Linked DNA regions of Salmo salar: region 2 is linked to region 1. Evidence: chromatin contacts called from public Hi-C data. All regions are on one chromosome and are shown on one strand. Each heading gives the region's core, a stretch centred on a gene start, on an enhancer-like site or on the middle of the called end of the contact. The rest is flanking DNA. Distances are from core to core; before and after follow the strand shown. Region 1 holds the start of stk10 (serine/threonine kinase 10). Region 2 overlaps stk10 (serine/threonine kinase 10).

Region 1 (7,019 bases), core at 3,146-5,645:
AAGACACGGTGGTTGGAACCAAAAATCTCAAATTTGGACTAATCAGACCAAAAAGACAGATTTCCACCAGTCTAATATCCATTGTTTCTTGGCCCAAGCAAGTCTCTTCTTCTTATTGGTGTCTTTTAGTAGTGGTTTCTTTGCAGCAATTCAACCTTGGAGGCCTGATTCAAGGAGGCCTCTGAACAGTTGATGTTGAAATGTCTGTTACTTGAACTCTGAAGCATTTATTTTGGCTGCAATTTCTGAGGCTGGTAACTCTAATGAACTTTTCCTCTTCAGCAGAGGTAACTCTGGGTCTTCCTTTCCTGTGGCGGTCCTGAAGACGCTTCTAAACAGCTTCTTCCCCCAAGCCATAAGACTCCTGAACATCTAATCAAATGGCTACCCCTCTTTTACACCGCTGCTACTCTATTATCCATGCATAGTCACTTTAATAACTCTACCTACATGTACATATGACCTCAACCCGTGCCCCCGCACATTGACTCTGTACCGTTACCCCCTTATATAGTCTCACTATTGTTATTTTAAAAATGTTCTAAGTTCTTGACATTTTCCGTATTGACTGACCTTCATGTCTTAAAGTAATGACGGACTGTCATTTCGTTTTGCTTATTTGAGCTGTTGACATATGGACTTGGTCTTTTAACAAATAGGGCTATCTTCTGTACACCACCCCTACCTTGTCACAACACAACTGATTGGCTCAAACGCATTAAGAAAAGAAATTCCACAAATTAACAAGGCACACCTGTTCATTGAAATGCATTCCAGGTGACTACCTCATGAAGCTAGTTGAGAGAATGCCAAGAGTGTGCAAAGCTGTCATCAAGGCAAAGGATGGCTGCTTTGAATAATCTCAAATATATTTTGATTTGTTTAACACTTTTTTGGTTATTACATGATTCCATGTGTTATTTCGCAGTTTTGATGTAGAAAATAGTAACAAATAAAGAAAAACCCTGGAATGAGTATGTGTGTCCAAACTTTTGACAGGTACTGTACCTCACCTCTAGTCATGGCTGTCTGTGACAGTGACTACGATGTCCTCCTTACCATCTGGTGACAGTGACATTGACAGGCCAATAGGGCCATCAACCCGAGCATGATACCGTGATAACCCCATGACATGGAAAACCTGAGACCATGTCAACAAAGCCCTGTTGTTTACCCCGATGTGTACAGCAAACACAGATCATGAGGCCAACGGCCCCTCAGATCTTCTTCTCCAATAGGTTTTGAGAAGGAGGCGAGAAGAGAGGCTGTGAGGAATCTAGGATTCGTTGAGACAGAGCCTTAAGTCTACTCCCTGTGGACGGAGCCCCTTCTCTTCCCACAGACTGATTAGTCAGTAGCCTGACGGGAATACAGGAAGTGCTTCCATCACTCTCCCGGCCTACAGCTTCCCTCCTGACCCTGACTCCTCCTCATGCACTCCAGGACAGCCAAACTGTATGGGGGCTGGAGATCACATGTAGCCAGGGAGGAAGGATGTAGAGACTGTCTATTATCACGTTTCCATTGTAAGTGTTAAAATTCCAAAGATGCCTTGTAGTTCACTCAATTTTATTCTCAGTCCTGAAGGGTAAGGAAAAATGATTAAGTATTTTCCGGACTGACAACTGCTTAGTCATTAGCTACTGTCAAGGTATACCTGCTACTTCAGGAGGTATATTTTCGTGGGGGCGTTAACTGAAGCATCATTTCTTTATATCAGGGTGGCTCATGCCACATGGTTTTTGCTCACATGCCGGTTTAAAACGTGTGTGCACTGTGCACTGGCCCAACCTAACTTCTTCCAATGGCCCCCAAAGTCAAAGGCACTCACTGTACTACACTGGGAATGAGCAAATACTTCTCCCGCCATGTTGCAAAGTGGGGGCTAAAAGAACCAGATTAAATAGCGATCCTAACACAAAACTAGAGTTGAGTTTGGACGAAGCGAACAGGGAAGGCTAGTAGTGGGGTGTCCTGGGGGATCCAAATGGAGCCCAGTTAAGACAACAGCACAACAGGAGTTGATCTGTCTATAATGGGCTTCTTTTTTTTGGTTAGCTTATTAATTCTACCATTTAAAAAAATTAGTAAAATCAGTGAGGATAACACACAAAAACACTTATTTCCATTGTGGTCCTCTTGAGACAAGATGTCAAGGCAAGATGGAACAGGGTTAAACACAGTATGACAGCGAGATAATAAACATAAAAACAAAGAAGGACCTCCATCTCATCATTGCAGTTACATTGTATGGTACATTCATATTGGCACAGAAGACAAACAGTTTTTTTTAAAGCTGCCCAGAGAGGATGTTGTTTTTATGCGCAGAGGCAACTCATTAGATCAGAGTGTGCTGCCCATCAAAAGAAAGTAATCTCTCTCAAAGTTCACAAGTAGTGAAAATAATCAGCACAAAAGAACATTCAAATATTATCATTCAAGTTGTAGTCTAGCATCAAAATGATTATGAAGTTAGTGATGAGAGGTGACAGGTTAAATGTGCATTGAACTGTGCAAATCCAGGAACTCCCTACTGTGTGTCCCTCAGCACTTTGTGAAATGTTCATGTATTCAAGACATTTCTCCTTCTGCCAGTCCAAACGTTCAGGGTGTGCTAAGTAACCATCTCTTACTCTTGATGATAACGAAAACCCACATGACACTTGTTCACATCAGAAAACTGAGTAAGCTACTTGTAGCACTGCCTTCACAGCTAGTGGTCTTCATATCAGAAAGCGACGATGGCAAGTGTACACCAACAGGAAACTAACAAATCACCTAGTTCATAGGAACTAGTAAGACCTGTAAGTAAGCAGGTCAGAATGCATCATTTGGTGATGGGCCAATTTAATACTGTAGGGAAAAAAACTAAAACAATCAAATAACTTAATTTGCTGACATGGAAACATCTGGTCCAAGTGGCAACATGAATAAATCTGATGTCACAAGCATTGGTATTTATGATACGCTGTGGATCATGCTAATTTGCTCACTCAGATTAACTAAATACTTCAAAATGGGTTGACATGGCTACAGAAAGAGCAGAATAAAGTCATTTTAAAATGTCATTCAGAATTAGGGCACAGAATGTTGCTGGTAGTATGCATTTCAAAGGCAGATGAAAGTCTCTGAAATTGCGTAAGTCTACTCCTATATTTGCATATACACTTTTTCCCCTGAGATTGATAAACCACGTTGTTTGAGATGGATACATGAGTGAACTGGTTTTGACAGCCCAAACAAGAAAAATGCCATAATTGCCAGCACAGCACATCTGTTTTCATATAATTGTGTGTTGCCTACAAATAATTTATAGGCTGACAAATAGGCAGAGGTACTATCAGGGGAGTCATGCACCCCACAAATCCGAGGGGGCACAAAGTATGTGAGGATGGCTTGGGGGTGGACCAGAGGGGGGCTAAGCCTGACCATAGATTGGAGAATGTTGCTAGTCTAACTTGATTGATAGCCTGAAATGACTTCTTGGTATCTAGTTAGGAGGTTAGGAGATTGGGAACTATCTGAGCTAACTTCATAAAATTGCTAGGTGGCTAGTAATATTACAAGCAACATTTATTTTATTTTATTATAAATACAAATTAAAAAATGTTAAGTTTGATGACCGGGGACGTGCCGCCTATGGGCTAGCAGATTCAACTGAAATGGAGTGGCGCCTACCCTCAGTGCGCAACAACGTGCCCATGATCACCTCTTTGAAGTCATACAAAATTATATGGTTTTATAAACATAATAGCTTATTGAAACAAACCCAGAATGCTTACCTTGTAAACTTTTCCAAACGCTCCATCACCCAATTCTCCGATAATTTCCCATTGGTCATTAGGATTGATGTCTCGATGAACGTGTTCATATTGCTTTGCCTTCTTTTTTATGTCAAAAGAAGACAAGCGAAGTATTTGGCTCAATTTAGCAAAAGCCATAGTTTCACCGCAAAATGTAATAAAAGTTTCTGAAGAAAGCAATTATTTTGAGACTCACTCAATCGTGTTCAACCAAAGAAGTATTCGTACAAAAAAACGACCTGATCTCTAGAAGCACGCACCCAACATTTTTCACACCTTTCAAGTAAGACAATAAGCCTTCAGTTCATATCAGTCCACGCGTTGTCATAAAACAACTTCATATTCCATATTCATTCACAGTGATTGTCCACTTCCACACGGTGACCACCTGCTGCAGCAGAGTTACCGAGGATAAATTGTTGCTTCGATGTAAAAAGACAAGCCCCACCCTGTCGCTCCCGCGGCCGTAATGTAAATGTCGTTTTCTATGTCCACATCCGTTATGTTTACGCACGAAATATGTAGTTGGAAGAACTTCACGTCCCAGTTTAGATATATAGGCGTGAAGTTTTTCAGTTACCACCCATTGCATGTGGCCACTGACAGGTGATCGAAGTTAGGACACAGTTTACACAGCAAGCCCAATTATTATATTTTTCCCACTAATTGATCTTTTGACCAATCACATCAGATATTTTCACATCAGATCTTTTTTCAGAGCGAGATCTTTTTTTGGAGCTGATCTTATTGGTTTGCCTTTTTAAACGCAGACAAGGATATATTTTGGTGCACTCTACAGCCCACAAGCGCCACTAGGTGGCATTTAATCATAGTACTGGTACATCAGCAGCACATACCGTCTGTTGTGGTCTTCTGGGTCTTGCCATTATGTGGTCCCTTTGGTCGTTTTTACACTATAATTCGCAAGGCTATTTTATATTTGATGAAATAAACTAATTCTGCCGTCCAGAAAGTTACGTTTTGTGAAGTCATATCACATCTGGAACGATGGATGATGGATCATACAGTGTATCATATTAGGATGTCTTATTAAAATAATTTCAGCCCAGGAAGAAACAAACAAGCACAACATTTAGGCTTCAACTCAAACCCAGGCTTTCATAGATAGCAAGCAGCCAAGCACATCAATGTAACATAAACATGTCGTCAATGTACTTTTATTTGTAGGCTAAGGTACTTTTTTGCAAAGTAATTTGTCAAAGAAAACGTACAATGTCATTAAATCTGTTTGAATTCCCCATTGCAGGGTTTTGCATTGTACACAGTAATAACCAACTATCTCTCTCTCTTCCTCTTTCTCTCCCTCTTTCTCTCCCTCTCTCTCTCTCCCTCTCTCTCCCTCCCATCAAACAGTGGCATTGTCATTTCCGGCTCCAGCTCATCGGCGGGCGGTCCAAGGCTCTACAGTCATCAGTGGTGAACACCAGCTCCTAAACACAGAGATATGAGGCGTGTGAGTGCCAGTGCCCTAAAATGCACCAGTAAATACAAAAACCCAGTATTCAGTGCAAGGACTATGACGCAACATGAGGAAAGTGACTTAACAAAGAGCATACAACTATTATGTCATTTCAGAGGATATGAGAGTATTGATTTTCTGAAAGGTCATTTAACTTTATGCATTTCCTTGACCAAATACAGTAGAATGGCAAAAAATCCCAGAGAACAGAATGTACTTTCAATCATTTGTATCAGGATGCTCACTATTTTGACCCATAATAGTACTATCTTTATGTGTTATTACTGAGCTTTGTTATGGTTCTCCTCTGTTTCCCCATTCTGTTTCATGGAGTCTGAATGACAGGGAGCCTAGATCAAGGGCTAGTCTGTCTGTGAATGCTAGTCGTCGCTCTCTTACCCCGTGACACCTCTGGGACATGATCATGTGCAGTTGCCTGACCGCGAGACCCACCACGCGCACTTTCCTGGTGTAAGCACAGCGCATTTCACGCAAGCCGTCCACCAGAAACACGTACTGCCTCATCTTCGGTATGATGCAAGCGTTCTGTCAAGATGAATATCATTTCTGTTCTTATGTTGCAGACCAACAATGATCAGGAGTAGAAATCAGTTAACTTTTCGGCAATCTCAACATCAGGGAAATGTATTTAATGAAACAGAGACAATAGTGATCTCAAAAGTACACAGTGAAAACTGCAACAATACTTTCCACAATGCCATAGTCATACTTACATGTACATCTAGGTAGAGATGTGGGATGTGCGCCATGCAACGCCTCTGGGAAACACAGAGAGAAATTAGGCATACTCCACTGCAATCAGTGCTCAGTCCCTCTATGGTAAGTGACTTACAGTTTCAGGTTCCATCTTGATCATCGCTGCCTGATGGGTGAGGTCTCGAGCCATACTCAACACCTTAGTGTAGCATGTCGGTGGGTTAGGGTAGCATAGGACCAGTGCTACCAGTGAAAGTGCTAGTAGTGTGTGTCCTAAAATGGCCATAGCTGATAGTTCACAGTGAAACACACAAGGAGGGCCTTTATATAACCAGGTAGGAATCCTCTAATGATATGTTACTATCTTAAGACAATTACACACTAGAATGTTTTTGGTTTCCTTTGTTGTTGTTGTTGTTGTTGTTAGATTCTCTGCTCTAATTTGTGTTGAAGGGGGGAGATTACACACACACACACACACACACAATTGAACAATAAAGTTGCTTAAATCATTACTCACCGAAGTCTTTGTTAATGTTATGTGGTTCTACCTCCTGGCTTTAGGAGTAGCATGCCTGCTTAGGGGAAAGGAAAAAATGTGTACTTATTGTTTACTGTATGTGTAATTCTGTGGTGATGTTGAGGAGGACGGTGACCATTATACTAAAGTAAACACAGTAATTCCAGAACAGAATGGTGAAAAAGCGGTGGATGCTATCCCTGACTGGGACTTGAACCAAGGTCCAGCGACTTTCAAGCCAACACCTTAACCGTCACGCCAAGAGGTCCAAACCCCTTGATGAGGTTGCTAGGTGTTGACCAAACCCCTTTCTTCAGGAGAGTGTGTCCCCACGCTTTTCCATACCAAGTGCCTCATATGTACACACCTCTCCAATGGCCTCACGAGCACTATCCCACTTCTGACACCTGTGTAGCGTATTCAAGGAGTTTCAAACCCAGGTCCAGCAACTGTTAAGCCAACACGTTACCTGTTATGCCAGGAGGTCTGAACCCCTTGA
Region 2 (7,536 bases), core at 3,952-6,451, 47 kb before region 1:
CTGATGTTGGGCGATTAGGCCTGGCTCGCAGTCGGCGTTCCAATTCATCCTAAAGGTATTCGATGGGGTTGAGGTCAGGGCTCTGTGCAGGCCAGTCAAGTTCTTCCACACCCATCTCGACAAACCATTTCTGTATGGACCTCGCTTTGTGCACAGAAGCATTGTCATGCTGAAACAGGAAAGGGCCTTCCCTTTCGTCTAGAATGTCATTGTATGCTGTAGCGTTAAGATTTAAGCCCGAACCTTGAAAAACAGCCCCAGACCATTATTCCTCCTCCACCAAACCCAGATTAATCTGTTGGACTGCCAGATGGTGAAGCGTGATTCATCCACTGCTCCAGAGTCCAATGGCAGCAAGCTTTACACCACTCCAGCCAACGCTACACACTTCAGCGGTCCCGTTCTGTGAGCTTGTGTGACCTACCACTGAGCGGCTCAGCCGTTGTTGCTCCTAGACATTTCCACTTCACAATAACACCACTTACAGTTGACCAGGGCAGCTCTAGCAGGGCAGACATTTTACAGACTGACTTGTTGGAAAGGTGGCATCCTATGACAGTGCCACGTTGAAAGTCACTGAGCTCTTCAGTATGGGCCATTCTACTGCCAATGTTTGTCTATGGTGAATGCATGTCTGTGTGCTCAATCATTCTTCTCTAGCCATCACTTCTCTAGCCATACCTTTTCTGATATAAGTATCCATTTGAATAGACATCACAGACATCACAGCCAGCCAGAGAGAAACTGTACTGTATCGTGTTCCTGCTGGTATTCATCGGGCTGGCTGGTTGGTTCTTCTGCCCCCTGGAGCCTACTCCCTTTACTATCTACCTTTCTAACCTACACTTGACTTCATCCCAAGGCTACACTTCAACAGTTACATTTTGTTCCTTCATTTACAATGGCAGTCTTCACACTCCTCATCCTCTTCCCTCGTTTCTCTGCCTCTCTCCAACCAGCCATTTTGTAGTTCTCTTGTACCTGTTTGATCTTCTCGCGGTCCTCCGAGGCGCTGCCCGTGGAGTTGATGCGGAGGCTCTTCTTGAACATGACCATGCGGGTCTTGCCCTCACTGCGCTGGATCTTGGGCATGCGACCCTTCTCCTGCTGCTGCCGAGCCTTCAGCACCTCAATCATCCGCTGGTTATAGCACTGCATCTGCTCTTGTTCCTGGGGAGACAAAAATAAAATGACTATTTTTAACCTTTATTTAACTAGGCAAGTCAGTTCATTTGTTCTTATTATTTTACAATGACGGCCTACCCCAGCCAAACCCTAACGACGCTGAGCCAATTGTGCGCAGCCCTATGGGACTCCCAATCACAGCCGGTTGTGATACAGCCTGTAATCGAACCAGGGTCTTCTAGTGACACCTCTAGTACTGAGTGCCTTAGACTGCTGCGCCACTCGGGAGCAGGCATAGGTACAGATGAGGATGCGCACGCACACACACACACACACACACACACACACACACACACACACACACACACACACACACAGCAAAGGTCAAGGGGTTGTTTTGTGGCTTTCCCAGCCACACGGACAGGGTTACTGAATTGTACCTTCTCATGCTTCTTGAGCAGCTGGTGGCGTTGGAGGAAATACTGGTCTTTGAGCTGCTGTTTCAGCAACTGGTGCTTCTCATGAAGGTTCTTCTCCTCTAGGTCCCAGATAGTAGCTTCCCTTTCTGAGGACGGAAAAGTAGAGAGAGTGAATGATAGAATTCTGAAAGCAGCTGAAATAAGAGAAAGAGTGATATTACATTGACCAATCGGAGGGGAGAGTGTAATCACTCTGAATGAGTAAGCATCTGATAAAAGTTATTGAGGAGGAGGGGGCTTGAACAGAAGATCAAGGGTGTCCAGTACTTTAACTGAGCTCAGGGAGTTGTATTCCCTGTGAAGGGGCTCTGACTAGACAACTCACTGGACCAGCTAACGTCATTGTGATAAGTGTTGATGGCACCCAGACATCAAGTGTGTGAGGCTGTACCTCTGACGAGGTGTTGTTTCTTGTCGAGACACTGCCTCTCCGTCTCGGAGATATCCCTCTTGTTCTCTGAGATTATGCTCTTTAGCGTTGTGTCCAGGTGGTTCTTCTGGTCCAACAGGAAGTTCTGCTCCTGAAGCACAGGAAACAGGACGTGATGAGACGTTAGCATTTGAACTGGATATAGAGGTCAGTGTTCGAGGGAAAGAGAAAGCAGCTTGTGTTTACCTCCGTTTGCTTCATCTGTGTAAAGCTGTTCATTCTCTGTTTCATGGCGTCTTTCCGGGTCTTTCTGGGGAGCTTCTCAACCTCATTCTTCACCTGGAAAAATGATTGTAAAATCCATGGACTTAATATTAATAACAATACCTCCTTCATTTTTAAACTAATCACCCAGACGCTTGATACACACACACACACACACACACACACACACGTAAGGACTTTTTGGGGAGCAACAATTGATTCCAACCCCTAAGCCAGACAGCGCCATTTTACAAGTGAGATCCTCACTTTTCTGAATTTGAGTTGGTTTAAGTATAGTTAAACGTGTACACACACACATATTCTCTCTCGCTCCCTCCTCTCACCTCCTTCTTCTTGTGCTTCATCTGCTCCTGGAACTTGGTGTAGTCGTGGTCCTGTTCGGAGCGGATGCGTTTGGTCTCGTCCCTGAGCCTCACGGTGTGGTCCGTCTCCATCTTCTCGATGGTCTGCTTCTGGTGCTTCTCCAGGGTCTCCAGCTCCGTGTCATAGTACTTCTTCTTCACCTGGGAGGAGCAGAGAAAGTAATTGAACACGTTCACCATGAAATAAACCCATCACCATATTTATATCATAAGTAGCCATGATCCTGGTCATCCAGATGGGCTGGAAGGAGTTAGAGCGGAGAGGTTACTGTGGAAAAATGTACATTTTATTTTTATATAATTTGTAAAATGTGAAAAAAGGGTATCAGAGATAATATCCCACATTTAATAATAAAAAAGTATTCTTATTATTATTCTTACGTGGGTGTTATTTATTTGTTAATTGACAGACATGACAAAGGTTTTCTTCGTCTTATATTTCTCTTGGCGAGGGGGGATGGAGAAAAAGGATTCCGTTAGACAGCTATCCAACGGGAGATTGACACGACGCGGCAGGGGGGGGACGTTGCCACGACAAGGTGGGGGGGGGGACGTTGCCACGACAAGGCGGGGGGGGACGTTGCCACGACAAGGCGGGGGGGGGACGTTGCCACGACAAGGCGGGGGGGGACGTTGCCACGACAAGGCGGGGGGGGCGACGTTGCCACGACAAGGCGGGGGGGGGACGTTGGCACGACCAGGCGGGGAAGGGGGCGACGTTGGCACGACCAGGCGGGGAAGGGGGGACGTTAGCACGCGACCAGGCGGGGAAGGGGGGAACGTTGGCACGACCAGGCGGGGGAAGGAGACGCCGCAGGGGGGGGACGTTGCCACGACAAGGCGGGGGGGGGGACGTTGCCACGACAAGGCGGGGGGGGGGAGACGTTGGCACGACAAGGCGGGGGAGGGGGGACGTTGGCACGACAAGGCGGGGAAGGGGGGGGGGACGTTGGCACGACAAGGCGGGGAAGGGGGGGGGGACGTTGGCACGACAAGGCGGGGAAGGGGGGGACGTTGGCACGACAAGGCGGGGAAGGGGGGACGTTGGCACGACCAGGCGGGGAAGTGGGGGGACGTTGGCACGACCAGGCGGGGAAGTGGGGGGGGGGACGTTGGCACGACCAGGCGGGGAAGTGGGGGGGACGTTGGCACGACAAGGCGGGAAGGGGGGGGGACGTTGGCACGACAAGACGGGGGGGACGTTGGCACGACCAGGCGGGGAAGAGGGACGTTGCCACGACAAGGCGGGGGGGAGCGGGGACGTTGCCACGACCAGGCGGGGAAGGGGGGACGACGTTGCCACGACAAGGCGGGGAAGGGGGGGACGACGTTGCCACGACAAGGCGGGGAAGGCGGGACGTTGGCACGACAAGGCGGGACGTTGGCACGACAAGGCGGGACATTGGCACGACCTGGCGGGGAAGTGGGGGGACGTTGGCACGACCAGGGCGGGACGTTGGCACGACCGGTCGGGGACGTTAGCGACGACAACGGGACGGGGACGTTGCCACGACCGGGCGGGGACGTTGGCACGACAAGGCGGGGACGTTGGCACGACCGGTCGGGACGTTGGCACGACCGGGCGGGACGTTGGCACGACCGGGCGGGACGTTGGCACGACCGGTCGGGACGTTGGCACGACCAGGCGGGACGTTGGCACGACCGGGCGGGACGTTGGCACGACCAGGCGGGACGTTGGCACGACCAGGCGGGACGTTGGCACGACCAGGCGGGGAAGTGGGGGGACGTTGGCACGACAAGGCGGGGGGGGACGTTGGCACGACAAGGCGGGGGGGGGACGTTGGCACGACAGGGACGGGTTGATGTGATAGTAGTGTGTGGGTGTTAGTGTGAACTCAGGGAGTCCCTCAAAATAAACAGAGTAAGAGAGCTAATATCATTGTGTTGGTGTGGATGGAGGAAGGAGGAATTCTGGGATTTCTTCCATTAGTGGTGGGAGGTAAAGGAAGACCATGGTGTGTGTCAGAGACTTCTATCAGTGCAAACACTAAATCAGGGGTGTGTGTGTGTGTGTGTGTGTGTGTGTGGTATGTGTAGACCTACGTTCATCTCCTGGTCGAAGCGTCGCTGCATTTGCTCTCTTTGAGCGTCCAGCTTGGTGTTGAGTAAGGCCTGAGCACGGTGCTCCTCCTTCTGCAGCAGACGCAGGTCCCGCAGCTCCTGACGCCTGCGCGGGCACACACACACACAGTTCAAATATTCTTACTGTCATAGGTCTTGACCTTCACGTACTTTGACAGTAAAAACACTGGGAGATATGACATTGCCTAAAAAGACTTGGAGGCAAATAATGCATCAAAGATCAAATAAACAGTCGGTCACAACATTGTAGACTGAATCAGTTATAAGCACCATGACACAAAAGCTTCTTTCATATTAGAAGACAGAATATATTGTCTCCATGAGATAAGAGGAGAGTTCAGGCAATAGCCTTGCTCCCTCCATGACAACAGAGAGCTTAGAGATGAGAGGAATCTAAGTGTGTGAGTGACAGTGTCTGAACCATAGATTGAACTGATGAACCAACACAGGGTGTAGTGTCACATTATCACCACTAGATAGCAGTGAGAACACTAGGCTACTGGCTCAAGGTCTTCAAATCAGGCACAATGACTGTTCAGGACACTGTGAACTCTGATTGTGAACCTCTTCATTTCCAGATTAACTATGTTGTCGATTGGGGGGATTTAGGGTGTCATAATAGTCATGTGAAATAGTGAAATATTTGTCCCATAAAAAAACAGTGACTGGTACACATTGTGTTTACTAGTAAATTAAATATATTATCACTGTTAAGGAAGGATTGTGATAAATCCCTATCACTAAGGAATATAGAATGTTCCATGCCATGTTGTTCACACGACTCACACTGATCTGTGGCCATTGTCTCATCTATTGACATTTGCAATTTTTCAGCTGAATTCTTTTCTGATGACGTCTAGCCACTTGTTGCTGTCACAAAGCTCCTCTTGTGTATTTGTGCACTGATCTCAAAGGGAAAAGAGCAGACCAGGATGCCCAAAATAGTCTGTTTACTTTAGGGACATCCGAACACGGCCCAGGCTCTCAACAACTCAGTGTACCAGAGATCCTGTTTTATACAGAGAGACGGAGTAGACCCGGCCCTTTTTCCTGACCTTGATTCAGGGAGAAAACAAGAAGGGTTTACCAGGAAGCAGTGAGACTTGCCTGAGAAACCTCATCTCTTCATCTTTCTTCTCATCGTCACTGATGATCTTGGATGTGGTCACACTGACCTGCACGCCGTCGATGACAAACTTCCTGGTGCGCTTCAATGTCTTATTGGAGAAGCGAGAGTCCTGGGGGGAGGGAGTACTTTAACTTTTTGCACATCGTTACAACACTGTATACAGACATTTGAAATGTGTGCGAGTGTAATATTTACTGTTCACTTTTTATTGTTTGCAATAAAGCCCCTTGAAAATGAGAGAGACTTGCAATAAAGCCCCTTGAAAATGAGAGAGACGGAGAGATGGAGGTAGAGGTAGAGAGTGATTAAAGAGGCTACTATATAGAGTGAGGCTTTGTGTGTTTAGTGTCACAATTGGGTGACTGACTGCAGCAGTGTTGTTTACACCGTTAAGACCATTTTTAAATCAGGAAATATAGTCCGCTTCATGTTTTGTTTCCTTTCCTTGAAACATGAGAACACCACACTAGTGTCTTTAAAGGAGAAGGTGGTGAATGGAGAACACTGTACAGCCTGCCTGCCAGTTGACAGGAAAGAGCAGTACTTGTGTAAGACTATGTGATCCTGCTGGGCATGTTCCTCTATAATCACACTGCTCTGCTGCACAGGGAGGGAGAGCCAAGCAGGAAGTGAAATTCTCTCTGACAACAGAGCTCTGTCAACCCCCAATACAGTACAAAGATAGACAGGCTCCACACTGGTTCTTACTGGGTCAGACCTACTCCTGACTCTCCCCAGGAAGAGTAGCACGACCCTGGGTGACACGGCTACCTTTCAAAATTCTTAGTGGAAATAATAATCATCCTATTGATGAAAAATGAAAGTGTATAGGGCCAGCTGAACAAACTCTGTTCTCTACATCTCTCACCAGAGAAGTAAACATGTCCTGCTGTAGCCATTCTAAACCTTTGACAGAGACACTGTGTGTGTGTGTACATACTGTGCGTATGTACGTGAACAAGTGAGCACACATCCAGTGTTCTCAGAGGGCCCAGGGGTCTGTACCAGCAGCAGCAGCTCAGCTGGGGCCTCTCATTTTGGCTATAGCCTCCCTCCCTGTGATCTCTCATACATCTCCATTCATAAACCCCTGGTCCTCCTGACCTGCCCATCTCTCCTGAACACAACCTCACACTTACTGTTACTGGGGATAACACAAAAATCCCATTAATTTAGCCCAGTGTGGAGAAAAGACATATCACAAACGGAACACAAGTCCAACAATGAATAGAACTCCAGTGATGGCCAGTCCATAAACAACCAGAAACTCCCCTGTGAACAATGAATAGAACTCCAGTGATGGCCAGTCCATAAACAACCAGAAACTCCCCTGTGAACAATGAATAGAACTCCAGTGATGGCCAGTCCATAAACAACCAGAAACTCCCCTGTGAACAATGAATAGAACTCCAGTGATGGCCAGTCCATAAACAACCAGAAACTCCCCGGCAACAACGGCCGCATAGAAACGACATCCACAATTCTGAATGCTGAATAAAGCCATTGGTCATAATGAATGGAAAATGGAGTCACATTAGATCAAACAGACTTGGCATTAAAGGATGGATGTGTCCATTTCCCAGAGAACAGTAGTTTGATTCAATCTCAGAGCCTTTTTTGCTAGAAATGCAGCTGTTTTGTTTTTTTTTACTTAAAAATATCAGCTTGAAGTCAGTGGAGTTC

Evidence for each region. Hi-C and Micro-C count contacts between places; a contact is called where the count stands out from the background.
Region 2: a contact with region 1 is called in a Hi-C map of gill, with 6 times the contacts expected there. The contact joins the enhancer-like site here to the promoter of stk10 in region 1. A contact is called at or near these places in 3 of 3 Hi-C or Micro-C datasets (blood, gill and muscle).

The regions. Positions count from the first base shown.
Region 1 is chrssa04:75,361,238-75,368,256 of Ssal_v3.1, reverse strand. stk10 (serine/threonine kinase 10) reads right to left here and starts at 4,395. Exons shown (of 19, transcript XM_014198029.2): 1 at 3,783-4,395. The coding sequence starts at 3,941. It overlaps LOC106603842 (cytokine like 1), which reads right to left and starts at 6,295. Exons shown (of 4, transcript XM_014198028.2): 1 at 6,137-6,295; 2 at 6,018-6,062; 3 at 5,683-5,829; 4 at 4,955-5,254. The coding sequence starts at 6,286. The coding sequence ends at 5,186.
Region 2 is chrssa04:75,408,121-75,415,656 of Ssal_v3.1, reverse strand. It overlaps stk10 (serine/threonine kinase 10), which reads right to left. Exons shown (of 19, transcript XM_014198029.2): 10 at 5,832-5,962; 11 at 4,686-4,809; 12 at 2,583-2,762; 13 at 2,221-2,313; 14 at 1,996-2,125; 15 at 1,566-1,690; 16 at 982-1,170. Among protein-coding and RNA genes, the nearest start is that of stk10, 48 kb to the right of the region's middle. Within about 2 kb of position 5,201, at least 4 of the 13 cell types and tissues checked have an H3K27ac peak or open chromatin away from gene starts, as enhancers often do. A contact at or near this core is called in gill, where this site is marked.